Linked DNA regions of Mus musculus: regions 2, 3 and 4 are each linked to region 1. The links are chromatin contacts, called in public HiChIP or PLAC-seq and capture Hi-C maps. All regions are on one chromosome and are shown on one strand. The core of a region is the stretch at or near the end of the contact, and the rest is flanking DNA. Distances in the headings are between cores, read along the strand shown.

Evidence for each region. HiChIP or PLAC-seq counts read pairs in DNA pulled down with a chosen protein or histone mark. Capture Hi-C pulls out chosen DNA fragments and counts their contacts.
Region 2: a contact with region 1 is called in an H3K27ac HiChIP or PLAC-seq map of embryonic stem cells, with 8 times the contacts expected there. The contact joins two enhancer-like sites. A contact is called at or near these places in 7 of 115 datasets of contacts at active chromatin or transcription factors (differentiating embryonic stem cells, embryonic basal ganglia and embryonic stem cells) and 1 of 9 other capture datasets (embryonic stem cells).
Region 3: a capture Hi-C map of embryonic stem cells shows a contact between it and region 1, with 6 times the contacts expected there. The contact joins two enhancer-like sites. A contact is called at or near these places in 8 of 115 datasets of contacts at active chromatin or transcription factors (embryonic basal ganglia, embryonic stem cells, forebrain and 1 more) and 1 of 9 other capture datasets (embryonic stem cells).
Region 4: a contact with region 1 is called in an H3K27ac HiChIP or PLAC-seq map of embryonic stem cells, with 4 times the contacts expected there. The contact joins two enhancer-like sites. A contact is called at or near these places in 3 of 115 datasets of contacts at active chromatin or transcription factors (all in embryonic stem cells) and 1 of 9 other capture datasets (embryonic stem cells).

The regions. Positions count from the first base shown.
Region 1 is chr2:169,917,834-169,920,936 of GRCm38.p6, reverse strand. It overlaps a transcript of Tshz2 not described here. Among named protein-coding and RNA genes, the nearest start is that of AY702102, 44 kb to the left of the region's middle. Within about 2 kb of position 1,511, at least 16 of the 459 cell types and tissues checked have an H3K27ac peak or open chromatin away from gene starts, as enhancers often do. A contact at or near this core is called in embryonic stem cells, where this site is marked.
Region 2 is chr2:169,004,586-169,007,688 of GRCm38.p6, reverse strand. No RefSeq gene overlaps it. Among named protein-coding and RNA genes, the nearest start is that of Gm33622, 25 kb to the right of the region's middle. Within about 2 kb of position 1,653, at least 17 of the 459 cell types and tissues checked have an H3K27ac peak or open chromatin away from gene starts, as enhancers often do. A contact at or near this core is called in embryonic stem cells, where this site is marked.
Region 3 is chr2:169,099,066-169,102,168 of GRCm38.p6, reverse strand. No RefSeq gene overlaps it. Among named protein-coding and RNA genes, the nearest start is that of Gm52536, 21 kb to the right of the region's middle. Within about 2 kb of position 1,443, at least 4 of the 459 cell types and tissues checked have an H3K27ac peak or open chromatin away from gene starts, as enhancers often do. A contact at or near this core is called in embryonic stem cells, where this site is marked.
Region 4 is chr2:169,291,993-169,295,095 of GRCm38.p6, reverse strand. No RefSeq gene overlaps it. Among named protein-coding and RNA genes, the nearest start is that of Gm46788, 4.9 kb to the left of the region's middle. Within about 2 kb of position 1,550, at least 4 of the 459 cell types and tissues checked have an H3K27ac peak or open chromatin away from gene starts, as enhancers often do. A contact at or near this core is called in embryonic stem cells, where this site is marked.

The sequences.
Region 1 (3,103 bases), core at 262-2,761:
TGTAGTCCCCACTGCAATCCTGAGAGCCTTAACATTAAAGCGTAAAACCAACCATGACATATGAAAGCAAGTGGTACGGCTGAGTCCCAATAAAACTTTATTTATAAAACAGGCAGACAGCCAGGTCTGCTAACTCCTGACTAGGATAGCACTGTGTTAGGTGAGTCAGGCAGAGAACCCGGAGGAACTGAGTACCCGAGGTTTGACTCTCTCTCCTTTGGCTCAGCTGCTTTGTCATCTAAGCAAACACATTCACTTACCCAGGTCCATTTTTCTACAAACGCCCAGCCTGACACCAGCGGTACTCTGGTTTGCTTTCCCAGAGTGTCTCTGTTGGGGTTTCTATTGCTGAGCTAAAACACCATGATACAAAGCCACTTATCTCAGCTTACAGCTCCAAGTCCCGAATCCCAGGGAGTCAGGGCAGGAACTCAAGGCAGGACCCTGGCGTCAGGAACTGAAACTGAGGCCCTGGAGGAGACTGGCTTTCCGTGAATTGCTCTCCCTGCTTTCTTACAGTACCCAGGGCCACCTGTCCAGGGGTGGAACTAATCACATGAGCTTGGATCTCCAACATTCATCATCAATCAAGAAAATGACCTATAGACTTCCTATTGGCCAATTATGTGAAGCATTTTCTCAGTTAAGACAGCCTCTTCCCAGATGACCCTGGCTTGGGTCAAGTTGACATAAAACTAGCCAATATACTTATGTTTCCGGAGGGACCAGATGAGGCAACAGATCTCAGAGTGTTTTGACTACATAGAATATGTGTTTAAAGGGTACTGTTATAATTATAGTTTTTCTTCCCAGAAATCTGTGAGCTTCTAGAGACAAGCTTGTATCTTTTAACTCTGAATTTCTGTTTTTTTTTTCTTAGCACATTCACTTTTATATACCAGACACACTATGACTGTTTGTTAAATAAAAAGAAAGCTGAAGAACGGGGCTGTAGCTCCGTTGGTGGTGTGCATGCCCAGCGTGCATAAATCCCGGGCTGATCTCCTGACCACATGAACTGGGTGTGGTGGTCCAGGCCTAGAACAACTCGGGGGATGGAAGGAGGAGAATCAGGAGTCAGAGTCATCACGGACTATACAAGACTCTGTAGTGTTGGGAATTAAACCCAGGGCTTTATGTGTGAGGCAAATGTTTTAATGGGCTATGAACTCATCCCAAGAGATAGTCAAAGGGCAATAGCCTTTGAAGGAGATCCCAGCATAGTGGTTCGGTGTGTGTGTGTGTCTCAGGGGTGGGAGGGGAGCTTCCTTTTATACCTGAATTAGGCACAGGCCACACCCAAACACTTGTTTTCACAGAGAGATTCTTTATTAAAGGGGGGAAGAAAAGTTAGAGCGGCCACTCTCTGTGGCTCTGGCAGACACAGACCGGCAAATGACCTTGCAGGTGCAACGTCTAAGAAGAGAAAAGGAGAAGGGCTGTTAGAATGGCCTAGGAGGCTGTGCTAGGTTTTGATTTGGCATGTTAATTAGGTGAGTCAAAAGGGGCTTTTTCATTGCTGGACTTCAATACTTTGATTGCTGGACCTTGATAGTCAGCCTCAGGAGGAGGAAGTGGCCAAATAAGGGAATAGACCTTGGTGGCTGGCTTTAGGAATGTAATCTAATGGTTTTTAGGGAGGCAGAGGGAATGGGGGAGAAGGGCAAGGACTGCCAGAGGCAAGTTGCTCCAGCTGGCCAGAGTCCCTTCAGCCTTTATCTGTGCTACTGTACTCACTAATTTAGACTCATGATGCAGACATTTGAATATGTAAATAGTAGGTTATATGAAGCAGGGAGAGGTGGGGATGGCAGTTAACTGGAGAAAGTGTACCCTATGCAAAGGGACCACGGTCCTTAGCTCCAGGGAGTCTATGTGGCAAGGTGGGCCTTCCCCAAGAGTTTGAGAAGTTGGAAATCTATGTATTTAACTCCATTTCTTGGGTTTTTAAATATTGGTAGTTAATTCTCAAGTCTAAAAAATCGATAACCCTTGTCGTCAGACCAATTGGAACTCTTGTAATTTATAGAAGATATAAATGGAAGTCATAATTAAAAATAATTAGAAAATCCTTAGGTTTCACTGTGGTACACCCCAGCCTGAATGAACGGCCTCTCCTGTTGCTGTAAGATCATTTAAAAAACAAGGCCCTAGAGCATGCCCTGACATCACTATTCGCTGTTTTTCTCTTTTGTTCTGTTTTTAGTTCAGATCTTCCTCTTTGGGCAAGTCTTCCCTAAACCTGCCTGAAGCAGCACTGTGGGGCTGGAAAGTCATGTGACTGGGAAACCAGTCTGGAGCAAGAATGAGGCCGTTTCCAAACCCTGAAAATTTTGTCCCGAGCCCTGCAGGCGCAGTGCTGTCTTCCCCTTGCTTTGGGCCTGTATGTCCACTACATGGAAGCCTTATGACCTTCACCTCCACCACCCTTGAGATAGTCCTGTAGCCTGGTGGCCGAAGTATAGGTTAAACTTCCTCTCTCTCTGTTAGGACGTGCCCAGCAAGCGCATGTAAATGAAGCATTCTTGAACCTCAGCCTCAGCCAATGATGCTTATTCACTGTAAAACCCCTACCCACTCCCTAAGCTTTATATAGCCCCTGCTGACCCTCAGATAAAGAGAGCTTTCTCGCTGAAAACCATCTCCAGAGAAGGCTATTTCTCCCCCACTCACACCATCTGAGTCCCGCTAACCCACCCACTCAGCTAAGCTCCGTTCCTTTCAGTCTCGCCCACTGTGTAACGACAGGTGCCTGGATACCCTGAGCGCAGAAGCTGACCTGGGCCAGCATGGCATTTCTCCCTGTTCTTCTCCAAGCTGCTTCTTTGGACTGGGCGTAACCTTCTTGAAGCAGCTCTACTACGATTTCCGGAAGACTTGAACTATCTCAAGTTCTGGCCGTCGTAGCCGTTGAACACACATGTGGAATGAGTCACTGTGTGGATCTACTGCATTAGACTAGGTGCTGGGAGATAGTGGGCTGTTTGGTGCCCAAGCGTGAGGAGCCCCCCCCCCCCAGCTCCCACATAAACACTGTCTGCAGAGTTACTGCAATCTCAACACTAGGGAGGTGGATACAGGAGGAGTCTTGGAGCTTCATGGC
Region 2 (3,103 bases), core at 404-2,903, 910 kb after region 1:
TGGGGAATACTGTCTCCAAAATGAAGGGAGCTGATTGGAGGTCAGTCCGGAGGACCCCTGAGTGAGTGACACCAGTTTTCAAGTCTGGTGAAGTGTATGTACCATTTAGAATCCAACCATGGCATAACCAGGGAATGGACACAAGGCCTACTGGGCTCGCACACAGAGACGAGCTTAAATATAAAATCGATTGTTTTTCAAAAGATGAACCCAAAGGCTCACTTTTTTTAAACTGGTTAAAAGATATTTTAGATTATCAAAAAAGGCTTCCCAGAGTGGTTTGCTGGCACGAGTGTGTGTGTGTGTGTGTGTGTGTGTGTGTGTGTGTGTTTCGAGGCATCTCTCTACTACTATGAGGGGAACTGGATGCTCACTCCTGGGATCTTCAGCATGAAATTTTACAGAAGGCTTTATCAACAACAAAAACGATTATTTTCAGAACATTACTACCACAACACAGACAGCATGTCATGGCTAGCTGAATCTGTCCTCGAGATCTCCACAGCCTCTCCTCTCTTTCTCTCTCTCTTGTTCAGGTCCCTCTTCTCCTGGCTCCTGAGAGACAGGAAATGGGATAGAAACTACTCCTTCCCCATGGCTGTAATAAACCACCATGACCAAGGTAACTCTAGATTGGAAAGATTTAAAATTGAGCCCATGGTTCCACAGGGTTAAAACCATTGTGGCAGGAGGCATGGCCGGGAGCTGCAGGCATAATGGCAGGAGCTAGAAGCTACATGCTTATACCCACAAATGCAAGCATGAAGCAGAGAAAACAGACCGGAAATGAGGGAAGGCTAGAAACTCCCAAGCCCCACCCTCAGTGATGTACTTCCTCCAACAACCAATTGGTGCCCAAGGATTCAAACACCAGAGCCTTTGGGACCACAGACACCAAACGGCTGGTGACCGGTGCCCCGTGACACTGACTGACACTGACGTCACTGGTGAACTTCGACCTTGTGATGTGCTCAGCTGGAGCCCCAATGAAAGTCCTCAAAGACAGTTCAGCCAAGGTGCTCTGCCGCTCTGCAGATCAGTGAGACAGAAGGGAAAGCACGAGATATGCTGAAGCGGGTAGAAAGCTCGCCAGAAGGTCTCCAATGGGAAACAGTAGCCTGAACTCCCCTCCTCCCCACCTCAGTAAAACGGCCATAAAGAAGGGAGAGGGGGAACGGCCTCACACATGCTTGTAATCCCAACACTGGGGACGTGGAGAAAGGAGGCTCCAGGGTCTCACTAGCAGTCAGTTTAGCCTAACTGGGGAGCTCTAGGCCCATCAGAGACCCTGAATCAAATGAGAGGGTGATGATCCTGAGGCTGACACTCCACATTGTAACGTTAAATATTAATCCTGGTGGCCGGGTTTTGCTCGCCCCAATCCCCAATGGTTAATGTTCCCAAACGAAAGACCAAAGACGCACACTCAGCCTTTATATGTTAATATGCCTTAAATGGCACAAGAGCTGGGCCACTGCCTAACCTCCATGCTGTTAGAATCTACCTCCCGGCAGAAATGCCAAGTTTCTACTTACTGAATTCTATGTTCTATCTTGGCCGCTCTAGACCCTGTTGGGCAACCCTCAGGGCCGTGCTCTTTTGTCCTGCTCTCTTCTCAAGCATGGCGTCACTCCACACTCTTCCAACCTGATGGATCTCCTCCTTCTCCTCTCTGCTTCCGGTCCCAAGAGGGGGCAGGGTCCTAAAATCCCGCCTCTGTCTGTCCTTCCTAGCTATTGACTGCTGGCATCTCTATTTACCAATCAGAACCAACTGGGGGCAGGTTCCCAGAAGCTCCTTGCAGTTTTATGGGGAACATAATTAGCATTCGCAATACAAGCAGCCACACCAGATTGTCCTTCAGCCTCCACATGTATGTGCGTACACATTCACATGCATACATTCATGATGATTATATGCAGAAAAAGACATTCACAGAGTGAGAAATTGTGGGTCCACATCCGCCCCGCCACTGGGGTGTGGGATACTCTGCTTGGGCAGGCAGAATGCGGAAGTGCCAGACGTGGGTCTGTGCTCTGCCCCACTGCTTGGGTGCTGGGTGGCACCACTGGGGAGGTAAACTCAAGAAGCATACTAGACTGCATTTACCCTGCGCTGCTGCCTCAGATGCTAGGCATTAGGGAAGCGCCTAGACACCACTCAGGGGGTAAGAAAACACAGCCTAAGATGTGGGAGGCCGAAGCTGGGTTCCCTGACACCCAGGCATCCAGTTGGGGCCGGAAAACCCATACAGAGAAGTTGGGAATGAAGCACTCGGGTCCACAGGCCTGCAATGAGTCCGGGACGGGGTGCTCCCAAACTCATGGACACCCAGGCGCCACTGGCTCATGAAGAGTTGGGAATGGAATCAGGGCCATGGGCTGAGGGCGATGATGAGCCCGGGGCTGGGGAAATGGGAGCTCCGGCTTAGCTCTTTGGTGATTGATCGTCCTCAGCTTGGTAGCAGTTGTCCGGGAGTGCAGAGTAGCCTTCTGTCACTGTGGCTCTGTAAGCAAAGGCCTTCTCTATACTCCCCATGGTGGTTCCTGATGAAAGAGACAGTCCTTGTTTATCCATATCATTTATCAACTGTTCACCATGGAAATGGATGATGCCAACTCCTCGGGGTGGACCAGATAATAAATACCTTTTACAGGGAGGAATGTCTGGGAAGGGAAGCTTATTGGTTAAACCCTTAGGGCCTCTAGGTACCTCATGAGCATGGAGAACTCTGTTCTGGGCTACACGACCAACATGGGGAGTGTGGTCACGTGTTGCGGGCCAGGACTCTAGGAGGGAGCAAGGAGCGCCTACCTTCTCAGGTGGGTACCTGGGTGCAGGGATCTCAGACCGGCTCTACCTTACCAAGTTTCCTGGCACGGCCCACTGCCCCATAAGAAATAACTTTGGGGAAGTAGAAGATATGGTATAGGCTAGTGAGATGACTCAGTGGATAAAGAGACTTGCCATCAAGCCTGAAGAAGGCCTGAGTTCTATCCCAGAATCTACAAGGTAGAAGAAGAAAACCTACTCCCACAAATTGCCCTCTGACCTTCACCCTAATGTCCACACACACACACACACACACACACACACAAAAGAG
Region 3 (3,103 bases), core at 194-2,693, 820 kb after region 1:
AGCCATGAATAAACCAGTTTCTGCAGGTTTCAGTCACTGCTGTATTTCCATGGCCCAGCACATGACTAACGACTCAGAGAATAAACATTGCGGAGTGGTGGGAAGGAGGAACTAGAAAGCTGCCTGGTGCGTGCAATCACAGACTCCCTGGAACCCACGGGAGGAGTCAGTGCTGCTCAGAGGCATGCATGCTGTGGAGACTTACTGGAGAACACAAGAAGGGAAAGCCTAGAAGATTCTCTCCCCCAAGGGTTCTGGAGAAGTTCTAACCATGTTCACTCTGGAAACACTTCCGTGAGTCACCAGTTTTTCGGGATAAAGGAAATTCAATCTGGATTGAGGGCAAAGAATGCCTTCTACGGCCAAGATGGGAGGTGTTTCCTGAAGAGCAAACAAATGTCCCGGACCTTCCTACTGCTGTGGTAGACAGATAGGAAGAGGAAATGGGGGCAGGGCATGCTGGAGTTCAAGGGTAGGGCCCTGCATTGCCTGTGTAAAACCCTGGATTCTATCCAGTATCAAATAAAACTGGGGGAGGGTACTGCCTTGTGATCCCAGCACTTGGGAGAGAGAGAAAAGAGGACCGGGGGTTCACAATTATCCTTGGCTACATTGGAGGTCAGCCTGGGCTACATGAGATCCTGCCTCAACAGACAGAGCGGGAGCACAGTGGAGATACTGAGCCGGCAACAGGATGGGGTCAAAGTTCATGCAGCGTCTGCTTCCCCTCTCCAACAGGGACACCATCGCCCTCCCTCAAGATCCTATAAACAAGTGAGAGAAGCGCACCTTGGTCAGCAGCATTGACGTTTACTCTGTCTTTCTATAAGAAGAAAGAAAAAAAAAAAAAGAAACAAAAAAACTTTTCAAAGTACCTGATCGTACTGATCTATAAGGAAATTAAAACGTCGCTCCCTCTAGGCAAAGTCATATTCAAATTTTTAAAAAAAATGGGCTTTTTCTTCTCTGTGTTTGTGTGCCAACTTTGGGGGTCATCCCTCAGATGCCTTCCCCCTTTGGCTTGAGAAGTAGCCTCTCACGGACCTATAATTCTCCATGTAAGCTAGGCAGGCAGCCAGGGAAGCCCAGGGGTCCTTCTGCCTCTGCCTCCCCAGTGCTGGGATTGCAAGCATGCACCACCATGCCTGGTTTTTCACATGGGTTCTGAGGATGGAAGTCTAGTCCTTGTGCTTGCAAGGCAAATATTTCACCAAATGAACCATGGCCTCAGACACCGCCAACCCCTGGCCCACCCCCACCCCCACTCCCCCACCCACCCACCCCACCCACCCCACCCCCCCACCCCCGTCACCAGTCTCCAGCCCCACCTACGCCTCCCCCATCCCTCCCCTGCCTCTCCCACACACCACCACCACCCCACCCGCCCCCGCATATTTTAATTGGAGTAGACTCTGGCTTACAGTCTTTTGGCCTCTGGCATCAGCCTCGGTTCACGGTAGGGTCACGTCCTCAGCACCCCCACCACAACCCCGCCTCTGCCACTGAAGCTCAGGTCTGAAGGCAGAAATTCTCTCCAATAACATCTCCTTTGACTTGGAGGATGTAACTCAAAATCACATCGGGTGGAGTTTTTTAAGTCTGGAACTAGGAAACCCGGGGTCACAGCAGCAGTGTCCCAGCCTCCTTCCACCCTGTCATTTCTCCATATAATTTTCCTTCCCATGACCATCAAGTGGTCCAAAACTGTTGCTGGAAGTACCCGCTGCCATCAGGTATCATACGATCCGGAAGAATGGAAGGAGAGAGGCATAGAGTCGGCTCCTTTTAAATATATTCCCACATAATTAAACAAAAACTTAGATTCACAGCCCCAGTGTGCTGCAAAGGACTCTGGGAGGACTTGCTACACTGGGGGCTGTTTTGTGGTACTGAATAACTGAAGGTCAAGTCTAGGGAATACGGGGAGGGGCGGTTTCAGGTAAGGAAATTATCGGTTCTCCCACTCACTCCAGTATGGCTTATGCCCAGTTTTAATTTGTCTTTCTCTGCCTCTCTTTAAGTGCTAAGAAAAATAATGAGATATCTAAAGTTTTCTGAAACCCTGAAACCGAACTCATTTACCTTTATAATTTTCTATTAATCTCCTCCCCGAATTCATTTTGCATTTAATTCCGGTCTCCAGCACTTTAATTCCGTCGCTTCAGCCTTCACACATTAGCGGTCTCCGTCTTGTCAGACTTTCTCCTCTCTCTTATGTTCATTTATTTGAACTTTTAGTGGTCTTCTAGCCGATCCTTTATCCTTTTTATTACGAGAGCATGAAATTTTATAATCCCCGGGAGCTTTGTTAGTCAGCTGCTGCAAGGCTCTTAACCCCGGCTAATTTATTCCTTCATTTTTGACTTTCAGATCTGAAGCACGCCTTAATATTTTGTTTTTGAATATGAAAGTAACTTTTATTAAGTAGGTTTATTGCATTAATAGATTTTTATTTCCATTTTTACAGTTATGTTTAAGTTCCCGGCTAGTTACACTACAGATCATTTTAATAACGATTTATAATGCGAAGTGATATAATTTATTTCTGAATATTGTAAAAATGCTCATGGTAGACTACAGAGAAATTTTATAAAACTTCACCTGAAAGTCACATCCAAAGAACATGGATTTTTTTTCCAAACTCCCCAACCATTTTATTGATATTTATTATAAAAGAAATTCCAAAGAAAGTTCTCTTTTTAAGGGAAAACAAAAATTAAGATTGTGTCTTCTAAAATAGCAGGCTGCAGTTCTATTTTGGTTTTTATTTACCTCATCCTGTCTCCTCTCTGCTCTGACCTCTGGAAGGCGGCGGGGGACCCATATTTCCTTAAGATCTCCATTATTGGAATGATCAGTCCTCAGCTATGAAAAGTCTTAGCTCAGGTTACATCATCAGGAACAATCATGTCGGCATTAACTGAGACATATATGCGACGATAAAGTCATGACGGCGATTACAAGGCTCAGCCCGCTCCTCCACCTCTTCCTCCTCCGTGAAAGATGTGGCAGGGAAATGCAGACCGGCTGCTCAAGATGCAAGTGTTGAGCCTATGTTTGCAGGCCAGGAGAAGGGAAAAGCCAGGCATGAACCTGGAGAGTT
Region 4 (3,103 bases), core at 301-2,800, 630 kb after region 1:
CTACTGTAAGCTCTCTTCTTCTTCTTCTTCTTCTTCTTCTTCTTCTTCTTCTTCTTCTTCTTCTTCTTCTTCTTCTTCTTCTTCTTCTTCTTCTTCTTCTTCTTCTTCTTCTTCTTTTTGGTTTTTCGAGACAGGGTTTCCCCCTGTAGACTAGGCTGACCTCAAACTCAGAAATCTGCCTGCCTCTGCCTCCCAAGTGCAGGGGTTAAAGGTGTGTGCCACCACTGCCTGGCAAGGCTACCTGCCCTCTATAAGAGTATCCTCAAATAGAAAAAGTATAGAGAAAATATTTTTTCTAGAATTTCAACTCTGGGACAATTGAGAGATTGCTGAAAAGGAGGTGAGGTCTCTTCTCGCCCTGCTTTGATTTGCTGGCTGTTGGCTTTTCCTCTTTTAAAATCCACTTCTGAGTATCTACCTGCGTGGGCTCAGCCCCTGATAGGCTTTGTTCAAATTCTGGATGAAGATTCACCGCCTGCCCCCAGCACTCTCACCTAGCTGACTTCTTTGTAATCACACATCTAGGGAATAAACAAGAAGAACTGTGTGTTCGGAAGGAAAGTCATAGATCCTGGCTCGTGTCTGACCTATTCATAAGAAAAATAGAAAGGAGAAAAATATCAACCTTCAGAAGGTCATTGGAGCCTCCTGATATCAAAACACAAATGAGCCGAGTGTCTGAGGAAGCATCCTGGTTCATCAGAGGTAATTTTTCTAAGACACAGCTCCTTAAGGAAAAGCTCCCTTCGTTGCGATTCTGAATCTGTCTCCTGAGAAATCTTGGATGGCTGCTGATTCTTTTGCATTCCTTGACGCCCTTAACTTTCTGGCTGCATGTTAGAAATCATTTTAAATGAATTGAATAAAATTCACAAGTGTTATGTGCCAGCAGATGATGAACTCACAGGAAATATGACTCAAACCCACTTTTTTCATTTTGTTTTCCCCCCCGTAATAAATAGAAATGAACAAATGCGGCTTTAATGACATCTCGGAGCGAGAGCTTTATTGATATATCATCAGTTGGAAGCGTGTAACGCTTTCGTAAAATAAACTCCATTCTGCATATTTATAACCAGATTGAAAAAGGTGTGTTTGTTATTTTGCGTGACATTTCCTAACGATAGTGACGTTTTCTGTATGAAGATATACACGCGCCATCACACAAACACACAATATTTCAGCTTACAGAATGTTTCTTTGATTGAAGGTGGTTTTTTTTTTACTTATTTAGTCTCAATTACTTTTTAACCTGTGCTCACAAACTAAAGAACATCTCTTCTCCTCTTCTCCTGGAAAGCTATAATAAACATGCTTAAAAATTATGTCGTTTAGGAGAAAGTTCAGAGCCAAGTCCTCCCTTGGACCCTTGGGGGTTTGATCCTCAGCCCTAGCTGTGGTTTGGGACAGCTGGAAGTCTTTAGGAGATGCAAAGGACAAAAGGAAAGTGGCTTAGGAAATCCAGATGGGAGGGGTGGGATTCAATGGATGTCTTAAGTGGAAAGGATTGACCCAAACATTTGCATAGCCAAAGGGACCGGTAACAGACTTGAATAGAGATGTTGTTTTACAGCAGGGTGCTGCCAAGGTTTCTGCAGGGAGGGTCCTAAGCCGAGATCTCTGAACACATTAGGCCTGCTGAAGTAGAGCACTAAATGCTAAGAAATGTTTCTTTTCATGTGTGAGAAGGAAGCCACCATCTTTTGAGGTAAGGGTGACCATGTAAGAGAGCAACCGCTCCCCTGTCTTCTTTGTGACAGACAGTAAGCTTCCCTTTCACCTGGCCTCTCTCTCTTTTCCCACCAGAGGCCTTCCATTGGCTGGATCCTGAACATGAAGACTCAGACACCAATGATTGGAACTAAGGATATGCCTGTTCTATTGTCTATTGCTGTAGGAAAATGTCCCCCAAAATGCAATAGCGTAAAACAAAACACCTACCTCCTCTCTCAGCTCCAGTGAGTCAGAGACCCAAGTATGGCTTCACTCAGTCGTACAGCTGAGGTGAGAGGCTTTGGTTTCCAGGCAGAGCTTCCCTTTCTCGTGGGCCATTGTCCGGATAGCACTGTTTGCCTTGCCACAGGATACTTTCCACAGACAGATGAAATCAAGGCAGCTGGTGTCATCAGAGCAAGCCAAGGAAAGTAGCGGCAGGGGAAATCACAGCTTTTGATAGCCTAGTCTTGGTCTGGATGTCCTATCATTTTTACCATATTTGATTTGTTGATAGCAACATGTACATCCATCTACCATTCGTGATGAAAGAATTACACAAGAATATGAATACCAGCAGATGGGAATTGGGGGTGGGGGAGCAGTCAGCCATCTCAGAAACGACCCAATGCCACTGTCCCAAGCAGTACGATAAGATTGGTTTCAAAGAATATGGGTCCCTTCATCCCTGGAGCAAGGGGAAGATCAGTCAGTCAGCATTTCCTGACCTGTGAGTGGAGGCGACCATCAATAGTGTTTGTGTCCCCGAATGGATGTCAGTAGACACAAACATAGAGTTAGATGAAGTAGGCTCATGTTGTGGTGGCTCCCAAGTTTCTGTACAGACGGTCTGATGTTGACATGCCTGCGAATTTGAGGCCAAAACATCCCTGTAATATTTCATAGAACTGAAAAAAAAACAAAAAAACAAAAAAACAACAACAACAAAGCATGCCTTTATTTCCATGTGTGAGGAGTAAGAAAGATTTATATCCAGTCTCAATCTGTTTGCTATGCTGGAGGTAACCACCCAACTTTTATTGGTGTGGAAGGCTCTTTGCTTAGGGAGTTTTCCAGGTGGCTTGGTGACTGTCAAAGTGGAAGGCAGAGAGGGATGCTGTGCAGAAAGCCAAACTGCTCTGTACAAGACCAGAGAATTTCAAATGTCCACTGTGATGATAGAAATGAATCCACTGGTCCCCAGAGCAGAAGGTGAATCAGCCACGTGTCTGAACACAGTCACATGCAGTGACGGGGCCAGAAGGCAAGCTGGGTCAACCAGCCTCTTTCCAGGAACACATTTGCTTTTCTGAAAAAAGAGAATAGATACCATCTGCAGTAGAAGAAACCATCTCCTTTCCTCTCTCCCACCTTCCCTCTCTCTCTCTCT